Linked DNA regions of Hordeum vulgare: region 2 is linked to region 1. Evidence: chromatin contacts called from public Hi-C data. All regions are on one chromosome and are shown on one strand. Each heading gives the region's core, a stretch centred on a gene start, on an enhancer-like site or on the middle of the called end of the contact. The rest is flanking DNA. Distances are from core to core; before and after follow the strand shown.

Evidence for each region. A called contact is a pair of places that touch in the nucleus more often than the background predicts.
Region 2: a contact with region 1 is called in a Hi-C map of leaf, with 4 times the contacts expected there. The contact joins the promoter of LOC123398370 here to the promoter of LOC123451864 in region 1. A contact is called at or near these places in 3 of 6 Hi-C or Micro-C datasets (leaf and seedling).

The regions. Positions count from the first base shown.
Region 1 is chr5H:380,197,016-380,200,528 of MorexV3_pseudomolecules_assembly, forward strand. It overlaps LOC123451864 (phosphoenolpyruvate/phosphate translocator 1, chloroplastic-like), which reads right to left and starts at 1,549. Exons shown (of 9, transcript XM_045128408.1): 1 at 1,051-1,549. The coding sequence starts at 1,413.
Region 2 is chr5H:380,940,940-380,944,452 of MorexV3_pseudomolecules_assembly, forward strand. It overlaps LOC123398370 (probable E3 ubiquitin-protein ligase WAVH2), which reads right to left and starts at 1,910. Exons shown (of 3, transcript XM_045092846.1): 1 at 1,594-1,910; 2 at 237-332. The coding sequence starts at 1,725.

The DNA.
Region 1 (3,513 bases), core at 299-2,798:
TCTAAACTAAGTTTTTGGAATAAATAAAAACAAATAATGTTGACAAGAAGTTACAAAGTATGAGGCAAAATGGGAAAGTATTTCAACAACCCAGCTAAAAATCGTGAACTTAGACATTTCTGAATCTAAAGACATTCTTCAAAAAGCTACAGCGAAGATCACTTTGCCATACGGATGAACCATATAGGTTAGCTTTCTCCAGACAGGAAGCACCCAGATTTGATATGAATTATCTACTTCTACTGATCCTGGGTTATGAACTATAAAGGTCAGCTTTCTCTTCACACAAACAGACAGGAAGGACCCTGATATGATAGGAATTATTTGCTTCTACCGATCCTGGGTTCTGGTGTGCGGCCTTACAAATTTATGCACTTGCAGTAAATGTTGATCAGAAAAGGCAATTCAAGTTTAATACGTTATTCGGTGGTCTGTTGTAGGTTTATGTAATCAATGATGTTCACGAAAACAAATCACAAAATATGAAGCAAAATGGTATTTTCGACATGCTTAGTTCAGTTAGATTTCACTGAATCTTCACGAAAACAAATCACAAAATATGAAGCAAAATGGTATTTTCGACATGCTTAGTTCAGTTAGATTTCACTGAATCTTCACGAAAACAAATCACAAAATATGAAGCAAAATGGTATTTTCAACATGCTTAGTTCAGTTAGATTTCACTGAATCTAAGGATGATTCATCAAAAGACCACTCGGTCAGACGAGTACAAGGAACTGCATGAGCAGCCACCGGAAAAAACAGTAACGGAAATAAAGATCTGGCAGAGGAATTTACATGCAATGCCACTCGCGATGATCCGAATTGGAGAGATGCGGAGTAGTTGCAGAGATCTGTCTGTACGAGACTACGAACGCGCCAAAACAACCGAAAAAACACGTGGATTTGCACCCAAAGTAGCCGATTTCCAGGCCAATTGATGAGATCGAACTAAGGCGCGCTCGGTAAACTACGGAGGACTAGAAGATATAGCCTTGCACTCGACAGGAAAGCAACCTGTTGGTGCAAACAAAAGGCGTGGCAGCTCACCTGTTTGTTGTAGATGTTGAAGTAGATGTTGAAGAGGTACCAGAGCCCGAAGAAGACGCCGAGCTGGAGCGTCTTGGCGAGCGCCGCTCCGCTTTCCTCCCCGGCCTCCTCGCCCGGCGCCGCCTTCCCGGCGGCCGCGGCGGCCACGAGGCCGCCGCTCCTCTTCTCCTGCTCGGGCGACGCCGGCACGAGCCCGATGCGGCCGAGCCCCGCCGCGGCCACGAGGCGCGCGCGGGGCGCCGCGGCGGAGAGCCGGAGGGCCACGCGGGAGGCCGGGAGGCGGGCGGCCCCGGGGCTGGGGCTCTTGAGGATGGGCCGCGCGGCGCATGGCCGGATGAGCCCGATGGCCGCCGCGCTCTGCATTGCGGCGGGGGGCGGGGTGTTCCAGAAGCTTCTGGGGCCCTGGCCGCGCGGGGGGGAGCGGCGGAGGCCTCGAGGCCGAGGCGGAGGCTGCTGCGGCGGCGGCGGAGGGCACGAGGAGGGGGTGGTGCGGTCTGGTGAGATGAGAGAGAGTGGGTTGGTGGGCGAAGGGTTTTAAGGAGCGGCGGCCCGATGCCGGGCTGACCTGGCACCGGCGGGGGGGAGCGTCTGCTAGAGTGACAGGCGGGCCCGGGCGATTGACCTGGCATTGGCCGGCTGCCGGGTGGAGCCGGTGCACGGTGCGCCGGGCGGACGGCCGTGGGATGTCGCGCGATGCGGTGGAGTGGAGGGGTTGTTGGGTGGAACCTGCCCGGCGAGGGCTCCGAGGGGTGGGCGGGTCCCGGTGCGGGAAAAACCTGGCATGGTGGGCCCATAGTAGGAGGGGCGGGATCTGCGAGACCGCCGCGCCAGCTCACCATGCGTCTTCTTCTGGGTTCTCGGGCGGACTGCCAGTTGCTCCGGACCTCAACTTTAGTCCTGTTTTTTTTTCTGTTCCAACTTCGTGAAAAACAAACACCATTTCGTGGCTCATTCGGTCTACAGAATTTTCAAATCAAAGGAAATAGACAAAGTAAAGGGTTGGGATGTCTTTTCCGTCCTAATTCCTCGGGATTTTTCGTAAGCTCACACCTAATAATACAATATATTATAGTTACTAAGCAAGCTCTCATGTTGTTCATTCCAAGTATTGAGCATGGCCTCTCACGGGCTTCACACGTCTTTGCCTTACTCCTATAACGAGAGCACGGCACGTGTTCTGTTTTTTTTACAGCATCAACTTTATTGACCTACGAGGCCACCGCTTTCTTCTTTCGGCTACACACAAGAGATCGGGAGAGGGGGATGGCACAATAGAAAGGGGCCGCCGCCACCACTTCCATGTCGTCGTCGTTCCGCCCCCATCTGCCATCTCCTATCCTCATGCCCCTTCTTTGCATCTGCTCGGCCACGGCCCAAGGATGCGCACCCGCAAATCACGTCGCTTCTCCACCGACCGCACCGACCGTCTCCCATTAGGGTTTGTCGTCGCTGGCCGTCCTGGTCGTAGGTTCTCGCGGCTCCTTCTATATGGTTGTTTTGATGGTGTGGACGGTGCTGGCGCCGCTTCCTATGTACGGCCGTTGCGGTGGGGTGGACTATGTCGGTGCCATCGCTAACTTGCTATTTGACCTGTCCTGTTGGGGTTTGATTTTGTTCGACTGATGCGACCGTCTCCTAACGGACTGGTACATTCTATTTGCTCCCTCCTACTTCCTTCCTTCCTTTGTGTTTTGATTTTGTTTGCTCGATTTTCCAGTTGGTTGGATGCAGCCGGGATTACAAGGTACGGGGCATAGTGGTGGATGCTTCTGTCTGCATCTTCACGTGTTGCCTAATTGAAGACCATTGGGGTTTGGATAAAGGTGCTTTTCTGGATGATTAGATGGGTTTGATGAGGATCAGTGGTCACCGTACGTAGACGACATGATAGCACGAAGCTGATGTAGTCCCCTTTCTATCTGTGTTCATCTTCTCAATCTGTTTAGGGGTTCAGTTCAGTTTTGCTGTCATATATAGGAAGAAGGGAGTGTTATTTTTCAGTAATCTACGCTGCTTTTACACACTTGTTCTGTGGAATCTATAAGATACGACACCACCCTGCTAATTCTACCATACTTTCTTTTATCTTTTGGCCCACATATCATGTTACAGGTTTTGTGACAAGACAATATGCATCTACTGATCATGAATTCGTGATGACAAATGGAGCTGAAAATATGTACTTTATAACCATGGGATCAGGATGGCATTTGTGACAATATCCATCTACTGATACTGTTTGTGTTTACAACTTAGAATCTTAATGCTTACTGATATTGACTTTCCAGGGGATATCTCTCTAAAGTCTAGGTGAATCGGTTTACAAAGCAGAGATTGTGACAAGAAATAACAAAGAACAACATGTGCGTGTACCAACTACCATGGATAGTGCTCAGTGCTCCTGTGTTTCCAATGGCCCTATGTGTGTATGATTGCCAACTTCCAAGTACCATGGATAGTGCT
Region 2 (3,513 bases), core at 660-3,159, 740 kb after region 1:
TTGTTGCAACCTGATACTAGGTAGGCATGTCTCTGATCTCTTCACAGGTAAATTGGTGGATGCATCTAAAAACAACTACCTATGCTTTAGTAGGAAAACAGACAGCTCCTAAATATCTTGAAAAAAAGAAAAGTTGCATTATTGAAATTAATAGGAGGGGTGGTGGTCCAAATGGAACAAGAAAATAAAGAAAAGAAAAGGAAAGATGTAGTAAGTGGGCATAGAGCTGGTGGTACCTTGTCAGCCATTCTAGTGCTGGTCGGCTCCTCCAGCTTTTCCTGTTGTTCTCCATCACTGCTGTCTGCGGGCGCATTCACTGCTGAACATGAGATCTGCATATGCATTACAAGCCTCAGTTCTTGATAGCAAATACGAGTAGCAAATTTAACAACAATCTTGACTGTTAGCCACTCTGTATGTATCCTCTACTGTGTTTTACACCTCATTTTTCCATTTACCTATGAATGCTAGTACCTCCGTAAACAAATATAAGAGCATTTAGATCACTAAAGTAGTGTATTTAAGATCCAGACAGATATGGAGAAAGATGTTGGTTCAAAGAGAAACCGTACACACGCGCATAGCCACCAACTGCCCATGTAGTACATCTTATCTAAACAAGTACAATGCTGAAACATTAGCATCCTGCTAACAGTCAAGTTACTGGAGAAACATTTTTTTTATTTTGAGCCTGGTGTAGAGATACACCAGAAAGTGGATAATAGCTAGAGACAATTGCTCAGTTCCAAGAAAACACGCACAAACACACACACACACACACACACACACACACACACACTGAGAAAAAGAACATGTTGGAAGAGGAGAGAAACATGGATGGGCAAAATGAATTAAAAATCAGCGAAGACAAAATATGGTCCGTGTGTCCCGTGCAGTGCGGGCTGCAGCAACCATCAACGGACCAAAGATTGCAGTCAGAGAACTGAAACGAAATGGCCATTGGATGCAGAATAAATTGAGACACAACTTTTTCGTAGATACAAAATTTCAGTGGGGCGCCTAGATCTATTTTTGGTGGGGGGCTGTAAATGGACCACAGCAAAAAAATTCCCAAGGTGCTGGTGGTACAAAGATGGAATGGGAGAGGGCTAGAACAATCATTTCCATAAATGAGTGGACAGTACCTAGAACACATGGTTGGGCACGCGCTACTGTTGGAATAGGAAGGAGAAGAAGATGCGACAGCCGTGCTCCTGTTGATTCAACTCGGTTTAAACTTGGGTATCTACCGAGCTCCGTCAGAAAATTTTCTAGGAGAGAAGATGACCGAAAGAAGCTAGGAGAGGAGGGGCATTTGCAAAATTCCTCTCCTCCCGTTGAGATTTGAGAAACAAGTGCAGAACACCAGAAATCGTTTTCAGAACCCAAGATCAAGAAAGGAACATGGAACCGCCTGCTTACTTACTGACGTGTGTGAGAGAGAGAGAATCAGAGAAGAAACCAAAAGCAGCAGGTCATGACTCACAAACCGATGAGATGGCTAGAAACCAAAACTTATCTATCTAAAAAGGTTGGAAGCGAAGAAACGGAGCTTCTCTGATGAAATGTAGAGAGGGAGAGGGAGAGTATTACGGTCTTGGGAGGCGGCGGGGAGGGAGAGGCGGCGTGGGAGGAGAAGAAGGAGGCGCAGGAGAGGCCGATCCGCTTGGCCGCCGCCCTCCGCCACCTCGCCAGCGTGCCTTCGCCGCCGCATCCCCCCGCCATTGCTCGCTGCCCCCCTGAGCTAGCTACAGCGCCATAGGCCCTCCCCTCCCCTCCCCTGTTTCTTGGTGTCCTAGCCTAGCCTAGCCTAGGTGGTGGTGTAAACGCCCCTGCTTTCGCTGCCTTGTGCTTCTTGTACTCCCTTCCCATGGACCAAAGGTCATGCCGTCATGGACTCATCACACTCTCCCTCTCTCCATCAGTCCATCTCCTAGTTTTCTTTTTAAGAAAAAAAAATCAGTCTATCTCCTAGTGAGGTGAGTGAGCAGAGCTGACAATTGCAGTATAGCCCCTGCCATTTCCCCATTTAGATTTCTAATCCCTCATTAAAAAGTAAAGGAGCGGTCACAAATTGTACTCCCATCATCTAAATATAAACGTACCTAGTCATATTCTATTATTTAGATACATTTATTTTTAAACAAACTTAAGATAAAACATTTGGGACGAAGGAAGTATTCCGTATTCGGTAAATGCTGAGAACGCGGATGGATTTGGCAAGGCCACTCCAGATGGAACGCTTTAGCTCTCAAACTCTTCTTCAACTACTGTAGTAACTAGGATTGATCTTGAGGGGCCTTACGGAAAATATACGGTACGTTAGGGGTGGGTGGGTGGGTGAGTGGGTTTCAATTCTGAATAATCTGGACGCCTTTATGCAAACCGTCCTTGCTTGCTGAGCTGCTGCTCACCGTGGTCCCACCTACCTCTGCGTGTGCCTTTTTCCTCGGGCACGGAAAGGACAGTTTGTAACGCATGCCTGCCCGAAAAGTGCCTGCTGCAGAGGCCGAGCCCCAGTGTGAGCTCGTTACATTTTTTTCAGCCGAAATACTTTTTTAGCACCTCAAAAAAAATCTGAAACAAGTACACGTGTAGACATATATTTATGGTATACATGTACCCAATTTCATGAACATATATATTCATGTGATGTACACAAAAAAGACAAATACACATGTTAAAATGGGCTTTTCCTTTGTTGTATCTGGGCTATATATTTGTCTTTTTTGTGTAGTATGCAGATAATTAAATTAGATAATGAAATTTTATACATACTTCAAGGATATGCATATGTGTTTGTCGAAAAAAGTTTGACATTTTTTGAAATATCTAAATATATTTTGATTTTTTTTTTGCAATGCCATTCTCATGCCTGCCCTGCCTCATGCTTCCTGGTGATTCACTCACAACCTTGGGAATAGAGGTGGCCTTTCGCACCTCATCAGGAACAAAGAATTGAATTTTGGTGGAAAAATAAAGGATTGTAACTTGAATAAGAAGAAGGAGAAACAACAATCTACCTTTACCATTTGGTTCATAGGATTACATGAAAGGAAGTTCATAGACAAGTGTTTTTTTTCTTATTCTTTTGGGGCAAAAGAGAAATTTCTTCAAAGGCAATAGCATTGTAGGAAACACCATTTGTTTTTTTCCTAAAATATCGTGTCTCTTCTTCAGAGAGCAATCTCGGGTTTGTGTGAAAATAATATACGTATGGATTTTAATATATACTAGAAGGACTGGACGCGCTTTGCTACGCCATTAGATAAAAAAAACCTGATCACTCTGTTTTAAAATATAATATGTAATATTTTTTTAAATATCAAACCTATTAAATTTGTAGGTAAATATATCAAAATCGATAATACCAAATTATTGTGATTAGGTTCATCGCTAAATGAAATATCATATTTTTATTTAATATTAAGGATGTCGATGTTTTTGCTCTTAACTTGGTCAAAGTTGAAGAATTTGACTTTCCAAAAAACTAACACCCCTTATATTTTAACA